Regions from separate parts of the Mus musculus genome. Here region 1 is linked to region 2. A link is a contact called in public HiChIP or PLAC-seq data. All regions are on one chromosome and are shown on one strand. The core of a region is the stretch at or near the end of the contact, and the rest is flanking DNA. Distances in the headings are between cores, read along the strand shown. Region 1 has its middle 22 kb from the start of Mrps11. Region 2 holds the start of Aen (apoptosis enhancing nuclease).

Region 1 (5,701 bases), core at 2,496-4,995, 92 kb after region 2:
AAGCAAGCATTTGAAGGGTTAACCTTGCTCGTTAGCTTGAGTCACTCCATCCATGGCAAGAAAAGACTAGGGTTTTTCCATTTCTAGAAAGTCCACGGGAGATGACAACCCTGCCTTCCCTTCCAGCTGCTTCCGACTGATGAAGTGAAAATAGGAAGCCACCACCTCACCGCTCCCTGCGGAGCAGGCAAGACAGGCCTGTCCCAGCCTGTAGACACCTTGTGTGTGCATATTATAGTGTGTGAGCCACAGAACAATAGGAAGCCTGGCTGGAGGAGGGAGACCACAGGAAGATCAGGGAAAGCTAGACCCTCCACACCCTGCTCGAGAATACAGAAGAGCAGCTGGGATCTGTTCTGGGTGTCATGGACTCTGACGCAAAGGCAGAACTGGAAAAGGGGGGCAGAGGCTACCTTGGCCAGAAGCTCCCAGCAGCCTTGAGTTTAAGGCCTTCGTTCATCCATGACCTTAGCGGTCTGACCTCCCCAGTTCTCACAACTTTTGAGAGACAATGTCATTTGTCAGTTTTATTTCCCACCATTTGAACTGCTTCCTGGTTTGTGTGAGCAAAGACCAGATTCCCCCATAGGGCCATGGCAGCTGAGGCTCTGTCAGTTGGCCCTCTCGTGCCAGACTTCTGGAACCAGCTGTGTAGAGGTTTGGCGGCTGGTGTGGGGGGCTTCCTGGCTATGGCAGTAGGCCTCTCATTAGTAAGGCTATATTTTAGTAGCAAAGTAGTATTTTTTTTTTAGCTCATATTTGGAAACCGCACAAAAGTATTGAGACTCTAGGTTGGAGTAACAAGGTTGGTCAAAACTATTCTCATTGTACTGCGTGGGAAACCAGCAAAGAGAACAAGGAGGTCAGCAAAAACTGAGGGAACACGGCTGGTGTGCAGGGCTTTTATTTGACAGCCTTTCTGGTATGTTCTTAAGGTCCATTTGTTTTAGAACGTCTTCTTAAAGCTGCTGTTAAGTAGATGGAATAGAAGCCCTCGTAGAGGTCACTGTGTCCAGTGCTTGTGGTGTGAGTCCCCAGGGGCTTATGGGGGAGCTGAGTAATACTTTCCTGCACACTTAAGGCAGATGCAGTGCTCTGATGTGTGTGTGTGTGTGTGTATGGTGTGTGTGTGTGTGTATAGTGTGTGTGTGTGTGTGTGAGGTTCCTTTTGGAGTGATTTTTATCTCTGGATGAGGAACTACAGCAGAGAGTTTAAGTGAGTCACTGGAGCCAGAATTCTAAGGCAGACATTAGAGTCTGCCTTTCGCTACCCTCTTACCTGACAGGTGAGGGGCATGAGGGGCGGGTGTGGATGGAGGGAGGCAGTCGGGATATCTGGGGCCAGGCCACATGTAGGAGGCTAGCCATATGGGAAAGATGCAAATCCCCACATGAGCTACTGATCCAAGGCAGGTGGAATGGGGTGAGATGCTCAAAGGACAAGGGCTGGCTTAGACACACCTGTGAATCTCTGGTCCAGGAGGGTGAGGAACAGATGGGCAGCCATTGAACTTAGCTGGGACCAGCTGCTGTTTGCAGGAAAAGGCTCCAGTGGTGAGTACAGAGTGACTTGTGGGATTAGGTGTACCGGGGACCTCGGTGACTATTGGATAGTGATGTACCATGGGCCCTTCTGGGTGGCCTTTCCAGCAACTCCAAATCCTGGGTGCATATTGTTTGCTAATCTCTGTCCCCATGACAGCAGAAAGTACCAGAGCCATCCTTAAGACACGTACATCTCCCATTTCTCAAGGGCCGAACTGTTCACCATGGAAATGTCTCCTTGTCTGAAGAGCTGAGAATGACAGCTTTTCCCGATTTCCCAGAGTGCCTCCCCATCTCCTCCCTTCCAGAAAGGAGGGTGGAACACTAGGGCCATGTGCCATTCATCTACAGCTGGGACAGGGGTCACTCTCCGGGCCTCTCCTGTTGGTCTCAAACTCCATACATAGTTAAGGATGTTTTGAACTCCTCATCCTGTCTCTGACTCCCAAGTGTTAGGATTACAGACATGCACCACACTGCCAGGCGATATAGAGAACTGTTGTATCCCATTGATAGATGCGCCAAGAAGGTTCCAGAAGCATTAAAAGACATCTGTATATTCTACACTGCACCGAGCAGGTAGGGTTAACTGACAATCTTTCTCTTTTTAAAGATTTTGTTTATTTTATATGCATTAGTGTCCTGTATGAATGTGTGTGTACTACAGTCATGCAGAGTCCAGGGAGGGTAGAAGAGAGCTTCAGGTCCCTTGGAACTGGAGTTACAGAGCTGCCATGTGGGTGCTGGCAACCAAATCCAGTCCTCTTATAGGAAGGAGCAGCCAGTGGTTTTAATACCTGAGCAGGAGAATGAAGTAGCGACAGGAGTGATTGAGAGCCAAAGGAATACATGGGCAGGCATTAGGGTGGCCAGAATGCCCAGACTCCCTCGTACTCTTCTCAAAATGAAATGATGCTCCTGTAGTTATACCCAGATATCGCTGTATATTTAAAGCCCACAGTGACTTTAGGCATATTTTCTTTGTGACACAAAGAGGATTCTTTCAATAAATATCTTTTAAGTGCTTACTTTAAAAAATATCTTAAACCATTTAATGTCCAACTTTGTTATATTTTGGGGACATTGCAGTGGTAGTTTTTTTTTTTTTTTTTTTTTTTTTGGAATCAGACCCTGGCTTAGTATTTTGAGTCATAGATATCATGTTAGTCATCCTGTTGGTAACCTGGCTTTGCCATTATTGTTTTGGAATGTTCTAGAAACAGTCTTGAAAACCACGTAAAGAGTGACACCTCTAATGTTCTTCAACATGGCCTTGACATTTTCTGGAACATGACTGAATATGGAGCCGGGTCAGAGCCATCCTGGGTAACCAGATTGGTTGGGGGTTAGCATGGAGTCCCCACCCCAGCCACTGGCCCAGACTTTTCTATTCAGCGAAGCCCTTAAGCACCCACTTCCTGAGCGCTGTCACCTCGGCGCTCTTGCAGGCCCACAAGTTTCTTCCTGGGTCGACTAAGCTGATGAACCTGAGTACGGTCAAGGAAACTGATTTGTGCTGAAAAGATCACTCTGGGAATGGTGGAAAGTTGAGGGCTGTGCCCAAAGACGAGGGTGGAGGGAAACAGGGAAGCCAGCAGCTTCTCTACTCGGTCAAGGTGGTAGACTTGGCAAGACAATCGTGCTGCAGAGGTGCGGAGGACTCAGTATTCTAGAGGGAGGAGCATGGCCTGAGGACAGCTCTGCTTCACCGTCTGCTTCCTGGAGAACCCAAACACCTTCAACAAGCATGGAATCCTGAGGCTGAGCCCTTCCAATACCTCTCAGCGCCAGCCCTGAGTCCACCCCGTTCTGGATCTAACAGGGTGAGAAGGACAATTCGACATGGGTTCAAGCCCAGCCCCTTTCACAGTTCCCACTGGACCGCAGAACCGTGTTGGCCCTTGGCTACCCTTGTGCTAGCAGTTGTTAACAACATGGCTTCCTTGCCCCTTCCCCTTGCCCTACAGGCTGTTTTCTCCAGGGTGGCAACAGGCACCATCTCCATCTTGTGTGTGTGTGTGTGTGTGTGTGTGTGTGCCATAGTCAGGCTCTGTGAGATATCACCAATGTTTTGCTACGAGAAACGCTCCTGTTAGACTCCGCTCTCCAGGTGGCAGGGAGCCAGTTCACAGGTCTGTAACTGGGGAGTCTTGCTTTCACTTTGGACTGTACTGTTTGCTGTGCCTCCCCTCCCCCACTCCAAGCCACACTTTCCACCACTTGGTGGCACAGTGGGGAGCAGCCAGGACTGTAGATGGATGATGTCAGCTGCATAAGAGTTGGGAGGAAGAAGGGAGTCAGAAACTATCTCACTATCTCCTTTGCTTCCCATGGTGGTTGGAGAAACAGTAGGGTTTTTTCCATGGTAGCTTTGCCAGTTATAAGAGACAGTCATGGCTGGGAGCTTTGGCAATCTCTTCTTCCCCTTGGGTCAAGGAGAAGCAATGGTCTGAAGGTCATCGTTCTCACAATGCCATCAGAATCCCTTCCTGATGAGGTCAAACTGGAGCACGTTGTATCTGTAGGGACAAAGCTAGACCACTCCCAGAGTTTGGAAATACAATTTTCTGTTAACAAACTCTTGGTTGCCTAAAATAGCCAGAGTAGTTTGGAAGCATGTGAACTGGGCAAAACAGCTGTCTGGGGTGGTCCCTGCAGCCAGCAGCACTCCTAGCAGATGAGTGTCAGGCCCTTCCCTGAGAAGGTCTGGGTGCACAGATCTCTGGGCAGCATAGAAAAGGTCTAGCGCAGAGAGTTCTGCGTGGGTGACGCTGGGGCAGGGTGGTGGGATGGTGCCCACAGAATGGAGTGTTGTAGGGGCCATCTACAACACTGTCAGTGAGGGAGGCGTGCTGACCAAGAATACTGCTTGAGGCTTTGCCTCACCTCTTGGCTCCATGTTCTGCTCAGGCTTGAAGTGGAGGAGAGGAGCCAGAGGAAGGTTAAAAGCTCTGAGTAGTCAGTGAGGCTCAAGTTTGGTTTAATATTTGGGCAGATTTTCAACTTTTGTCGCCGAAAGGACTATCAGATTGAACTTTTGAAAACAGGGTCTCACATATCCTGGGAGAATGGCCTTGAACTTCGGATCTTGCTTTTGCTCTCTGTGTGCTGGGGTTACAGCTGTCTGCTGCCATTACACCCAGTTTTATACAGTGCCAGAGGAAAGGGACATTCTTAAAGACCAGCCTTTTTCTCTTAACTCAAATGGTTGTGGGAAAGAAAAGAAGAGAGAGAGAGAGAGAGAGAGAGAGAGAGAAGAGAAGAGAAGAGAAGAGAAGAGAAGAGAAGAGAAGAGAAGAGAAGAGAAGAGAAGAGAAGAGAAGAGAAGAGAAGAGAAGAGAAGAGAAGAGAGCCGGGTGGTGGTGGCGCATGCCTTTAATCCCAGCACTTGGGAGGCAGAGGCAGGCGGATTTCTGAGTTCAAGGCCAGCCTGGCCTACAAAGTGAGTTCCAGGACAGCCAGGGCTACACAGAGAAACCCTGTCTCAAAAAAAAAAAAAAAAAAAAAGAAAGAAAAGAAAAGAAAAGAGATACTTCTAGGCCTCATGTGTGTATGTGTATGCCTTGTACATATGTGTATATGTGTTTGCGCATATATGTGTGTATGTATGTGTGTCTTATGTACATGTGTGTGAATGTGTTTGTGTGTATTTGTATGTATGAGTCTGTGTATGTATGTGTGTGTCTTATGTACATGTGTGAATGTGTTTGTGTGTATTTGTATGTGTGAGTCTGTGTATGTATGTGTGTGTCTTATGTACATGTGTGAATGTGTTTGTGTGTATTTGTATGTGTGAGTCTGTGTATGTATGTGTGTGTCTTTGTACCTATATGTGCATCTATGTATTTCTGTGTATGAGTCTGTGTATGTGTGTGTGTCTTTGTACATATATGTGCATCTATGTATTTCTGTGTATGAGTCTGTGTATGTGTGTGTATGAGTGTCTCTGTGTGTGTATGAGACTGAGGCTTGAACCTAGAACCTTGCACATGCTAGGCAAGCACCCTATCACTGAGCCACACTCCCTGTTTAAGCTCTTAGTCTTACAATCAAGAATAACCTCGGAGCCAGGGACCCTTCCTGAAATGGTGCCGTCAGGATCTAGAGAAGAAGACAAGACACAGAGTTGTCTTGAGGCAGTGATGGGAGGCAAGTG
Region 2 (5,652 bases), core at 2,826-5,325:
GGTTATCATAGTTCCTTAACTTGTCCCAAAACCAGGAACCTTAACTTGTCCCAAAGCCGGGAACCTTAACTTGTCCCAAAGCCTGCCTGCTTCCTAGCAACTTTATATTCGCCTCTATTTTATCCGAGGTCCTTCCCAAACTCCTGGGTTACTTTGTGCCTACTTCCTGGCAACTTTATGCTCACCTCTATTTTATCCGAGGTCCTTCCCAAACTCCTGGGGTCCCAAGTTTCACTCACCATGAACTTACCCTGCCGGCAACCACTGACTGCTGAAAGTTCTGAACTCGGTGGGGGAGTCGGTTCCCCGTACGGGCCACCAATTGTCGCGCCCGCTCTCGACCAGCAAGAACGATGCGACCACCAGTCCTTCTAACAGCAGTTTATTCAGTCCTCATCTTTCTTCTTTCTCTTCATCAGTACCGTTCCCCAGCTGAAGAGTTCTGATCCTTCTCAACAGTCTGTTTTACAGGAACACTTCTTTACCACCATTCCCCGTGATGCAGTTCTGAATCCTCCCTGTAGCAGTGGGTCTTCGCTCGTGACTGAAGATGTTTCTTTTCCCGGGTTTCGGCACCACTTGTTGCACGCACTCAACAGGCCAGGAAGAACGACGCTGCTACAGGATCCTTCTGCACACATTTATTCAGTCCTGTTTCTTCTTGTTTATATATCTCCCTTGTTTTTATATCTCCCTTGTTTATATATCTCCCTTGTTTTTATATCTCCCTTGTTTTTATATCTCCCTTGTTTTTATATATCGCCCTTGTTTATATATCTCCCCCGAACCCTGGGCCTCTCACTCCTTTTATACTCTCTCTCATCCACGCACCGCAGGCCACGCCCCCTCATCAGTCACGAGGCTTCAGCTAATCAGGGCAGCAGGGGCAAATCTCCACCAAATTGGATTCACCTGTATCCTGGTACACCTGCGCAGCACTCAAGATGTTTGTGTCTTATATGAGGAAGTCAGGTGCAAGTCATATGACTTAGCTGCAGTCCCTGGCGCCTTTAGGACTGCCGCCACACCTGCTCCTAACACCAGAGGATTATCACCCTTACTGTACAGAAATGAGGCCCACAAGCTGAGTAGTTTGGGACGACGGCTGATACAGAGACCATGCTCTGAGCCTCAAGCTCCTCTCAGTGGTGTGAGAAGTATGGACACAAGGCAGCAAACGCTACAGAAACACAGTCCAGCTGAACACCCCACACCAAGAGTCCCCAAACCAAAATCTGCAGAAGGAGGAACCGGGATCTTTATAAACTGTTGTGCTCCCATGTCTGTCTGTCTGTCTCCTCCTAGCCTCCACCTCATACAGCAATGTTCAATAGCTCTCTGCCTCTTTCCTCCAGCAAAGATGATTTCCTACATCAGACGGCCAGCTATCCTTGAGCCAGAGCTGCCCCCATCTGGACACACTGCTGTTCCCAAACCCCACCCCTCCAATGCCTTCAGACCCAGCTCCGTATCACTGAATGCTCTTCTGGAACCCCTGCATCTTCCCAATCTTACAAAGAGGTTCTCTGGGGTCCCAACTGTGCCAGGTGCTGGACAATTACCAAGATGGATTGTGGGCTGAGAAGCTCAGTTTGACCACAGACATAGAAACGCAGCAGATGGTGTGCTGAGGGCCGGCTAGCCACCCAAGGAGGAAAAGCAGACCAAGATGACTCCTAAAAGTCACTTCTGAGTAAATGGGGAACAGTAACCCTACAGGGAGAGGGCGTGGGCAGTGGAAACACCAGGGAGGGACGCAGGCCTGACAAAACTAGCCTGATGCTGAGGAAGAAGGGCCAGCAGCAACATGAGGTCCCTGTAGTAAGTACCTGATGGGTGATAGCTGGGGAGACCGCTTCTTCCTTATTATCACCTCACCTTCTGCCACTGACTTTAGAGGGCCTTCCACAAGTCACCCTTACCCTATACTGGTGTTTTAGCCTCGTATCTGTTGGTCAAGTGAGGGAGGCCAAGGCACCCAGGTGGGTCTGTAAAATTTGTACCCAGCAGCACTGACCCAGGACTTTAACTGCCTATGAGGAGAGCAAAGGAATCCACCCTGTGTACTCCAATACACTGGATTTTATCCTCCACAGACAACAGGCATTCCTCCTCAGAGCTCCCTCAGGTGAGCGAGCTGCAGAGCCCCACTGTGTCTGCTGTCCCTCTCTCATGGCAGACTTGCTTCAGAAGCCCAGGCTGGGCCTCACAGCGACAGGCCTGGAGGACACTGCAGAGCTCAAGGTCCTCCTAACCACAGATCAATAGGACTGACAGGAAGAGACAGTCACCAGAAAGATACACTGAATTAAGGAGAGCCCGGCCAGAGGAGATGCTGCAGGATTTTGGATGGATGGACCAGGCAGCCCAGGGTAGGAAGTGTTCAGAGAAGAGAAACCTGACAGGCACAGAGCAAAGAGCTTGGTGCTGGTAAACAGCTAGGAAGCAGGGGGCGTGGAGACAGGTGGAATGGAATGGAGAAGGATATGGAGTCACTGGAAGACTGCAGGGGCCATCACAGCTATCTCATCGGAGGATGAGCTCAGACTAGGGGCCTGAGCAATATTATCACAGGTGTGAAAGCTTGTATATGCTTGGCCCAGGGAGTGGCGCTATTAGGAGGTCTAGCCTTGTTAGAGGAGTGTCACTGTGGGCGTGGGCTTTAAGACTCTCATCCTAGCTGCCTGGAAGCCAGTCTTCTATCTGCCTTTAGATGAAGATATAGAACTCTCTGCTCCTTCTGCACCATGCCTACCTAGATGCTGCCATGCTCCCACCATGATAATGGACTGAACCTCAGAACCTGTAAGCCAGCCCCAATTAAATGTTGTCCTTGTAACAGTTGCCTTGGTCACGGTGTCTGTTCACAGCAGTAAACCCCTAATCAAGACACAGGGTAAGTAGCAGTAAGATAGGAGGAAAGACCAGTCCTGTGTTTGCTGATGCCAGCATGTGTGTGAGTAAAGGTCCACTTAGCCAGGGGGAGGCCCAGTGACCCATGCTGACTCAATGGCTCTCAGCTTGCTCGTTCACTCTCCAAATAGCACCCCCTCTTTTAAAAACAGGTTGTCAGCAACCTCCTCATTTCCACAAACCACACCTCAAAGGGAGAAAATCTGGCTAAGAAGACCTGTGCTAACCCTGCTGATCATAGACTTTCCTGTCCCTGCCGGCAAGGTCTGAAAGAAGCTAAAATCAGGTCCCCTTGAGAAAAAGTCTCTGTACTTTTGTATTTGTGTTAAGAGATAAAAAGCAGCCATTTCCTATAGTCCCTCACCCTGTGAACATGTCAGAACCAACAATTACAAAGAGAACGTCCACAGCCTGCAGCCCTGAATGGAGCTCAGCTTAGTTGGAGAGAAGAGGACACAGTCCTTTCAACAAGGCCACGTACAAATATTCCATATCTTAACTCTGGTCAGTATGGTAGGCACGTGGCCTTCAAGTGAGGGTCCCTGACCCAAGAGGATTCCAGATGAGAAGGCTCCCAAGAAGCTACAAAGCCAGAAACGTCACTGTCATAAGGGCCCCACCTGCCATGCCCTGCCTGCCATGCCCAGGTCTCTGTCTGTCTGTCGAGACCCTGTTCTAGCACAAAGTAACCGGATGGCATCAACCGTTCTAGGTAGAAGGCAAAGTTTGGGGATTAGGACCCGAGATCCCACCCTCAAGTCACGATTGCGATAATCATCCCAGTTTGAGAAAGGGTGGCGCAATAAAGGTCCCCGATGCTGCCCAAAAGCTTACCAGACCAATTTTAAACAAAACAAAACAAAAGTACGAGGACAGTCCGCGCTCACCAGCTGAGGCGTCCAGAGGACGCTCAACGTCCGCGCCGTCCCCTGAGGCCCACCGGCCCCGAGTCCGGCCAGGACCACGTGAGGCCGCGCCCCGGCCTAGTTGCAAACCAACCCGTCCCGAGAGCCACAGGCGGCTGGCGACAGAAACGGGCGGCCCGGGACTCCCTGTGGCCGTCCCCTAGCTCACCTGAAAACCCGGCCGCGCTTTCCCAGGTTTCACGTGGAACCCTTGCCGGGTGCGGAAGCTCCTTGCCCGGACAAGCCCGGCTTCGGCTACCTGTCTATTGGTTCTCTGGGGCGTAGCGCCCGCCTAAGGACTCTTCTGATTGGTTGATCCTGCTCCTCCTCAGTAAGTGTGCCAACTGGAAGGGGTGGGGCTACCGAAGGAAGAGGGCGTGGCCTGCGCCGGGATAGGGCAGCGTTTAGGAGGTTAGCATAAAACCGAATGGAACGTCCGGTTTCTGACCCGACGCCTAGTGAACCGCAACCTTCAAAGACTTAAAGCCTCAAAGAGCACATCCCGATCTGCCTCGGGGAACTGCAGCCCCTCCAGGCTTGGGGTTGTGAGAAGTCCGTGAAATAATACAGTATTCGTTAAACTTGGGGGAAAAAAAATCAGGTTTGCTTCTTCTGCACTGCTTTTTCAATATTTATTTGATTTGGGTTTTTTGTTTGTTTATTTTTTGTTTTGTTTTTTGAGACAGGATCTCAAGCTGTCCTCTCATTTTCTTTTTTTTTTTTTTCTAGTGTCAAGTTCACATAATGTCCTCGCTTTTTCTGTGTTAGCTGTGAATGAGCCTCTTGCCTCTGCCACCCTAGTGCTGGGATCACGCGTTTTGCCACCACACTCATCTTAAGTATTCCTTTGTGATTTTTTTTTTTTAGGAATGGGAGAGTTGCTCAGCGGTAAAAAAGGTGCTTGCTCTCTCTGTAATCCTGACAATCTGAATTTGATCCCTGAACCTTCTTAGCCTAGGCAGCTCTGGGCGTGGTTGCACACACCTTTGATCCCAGCACTCCGGAGGCAGAGGCGGGTAGATCTCCGAGTTCCAGGACAGACTGGTGTACAGAGCAAGTTCCAAGATAGCCAAAGCTACGCAGAGGAGAGAGGTAGAGAGGGGGAGAGGGAGAGACAGAGGAAGAAGAAGACGGAGGGAGGGCAGGCGAGCCAGATGCAGTGGTATTTATCTGTGACCTCAGTAACTCCTACAGTTAGATGATATATGGAGACAGAAAAACTAACTGGAGCTCTCTGGCCAGCTAGGGTAGGCAGAAACGAGATACCCCAATCAACAAGAAACTCCCTGAGCCAGGCGGTGGTGGCCCACGCCTTTAATCCCAGCACATGGGAGGCAGAGGCAGGCAGATTCTGAATTCGAGGCCAGCCTGGTCTACAGAGTGAGTTCCAGGACAGCCAGGGCTACATAGAAAAACCCTGTCTCGAAAAACCAAAAAAAAAGAAAGAAAGAAAGAAAGAAAGAAAGTCCCTGAAGTTGTCCTTTAGCCTGCATATGTGTGTTCAGCCCCTGCCCCTCCATGCACACACACACTTACACACAAAACAGGTTTTTAAAAGTAAGTTTAAAAAGGGAAAGCCGGAGGAGCTCATGGGCCCCAGAAGCAAATCTACTATTTTGCTAAACTGACAGCATCAATCTGCCCTTAAAATCCGTATACTCAAACATTCTGCTGGTGCAGCCCCAGACCTCATTAGAGAAGTTTCTTTGTGCGGTGGGTAGCCCCTAACACAGACACTCACAACTGGTCAAGCTGCAAGTGAGCGGCTGTGGGATGTTCAGCCATGGCGGAGACATCTATAGCCCAGCCCTTCTCTCCAAGGCCCACGACCATC

Evidence for each region. HiChIP or PLAC-seq counts read pairs in DNA pulled down with a chosen protein or histone mark.
Region 1: a contact with region 2 is called in an H3K4me3 HiChIP or PLAC-seq map of the SCID.adh cell line, with 26 read pairs. The contact joins the enhancer-like site here to the promoter of Aen in region 2. A contact is called at or near these places in 21 of 39 promoter capture datasets (the C10 cell line, the HPC-7 cell line, the SN4741 cell line and 15 more), 13 of 15 datasets of contacts at CTCF or cohesin (CD8 T cells, the G1E-ER4 cell line, the NIH/3T3 cell line and 7 more), 307 of 484 Hi-C or Micro-C datasets (3T3-L1-derived adipocytes, 8-cell embryo, the AML12 cell line and 142 more), 80 of 115 datasets of contacts at active chromatin or transcription factors (CD4 T cells, CD4 single positive thymocytes, CD8 T cells and 55 more) and 7 of 9 other capture datasets (adipose tissue, embryonic stem cells, embryonic tail and 4 more).

The regions. Positions count from the first base shown.
Region 1 is chr7:78,802,090-78,807,790 of GRCm38.p6, reverse strand. No RefSeq gene overlaps it. Among named protein-coding and RNA genes, the nearest start is that of Mrps11, 22 kb to the right of the region's middle. Within about 2 kb of position 3,745, at least 17 of the 459 cell types and tissues checked have an H3K27ac peak or open chromatin away from gene starts, as enhancers often do. A contact at or near this core is called in CD8 T cells, the G1E-ER4 cell line, the SCID.adh cell line and 9 more, where this site is marked.
Region 2 is chr7:78,894,350-78,900,001 of GRCm38.p6, reverse strand. Aen (apoptosis enhancing nuclease) reads right to left here and starts at 4,075. Exons shown (of 4, transcript NM_026531.5): 1 at 3,988-4,075. Gm39039 (a long non-coding RNA gene) reads left to right here and starts at 4,220. Exons shown (of 2, transcript XR_882236.1): 1 at 4,220-4,419; 2 at 5,640-5,652.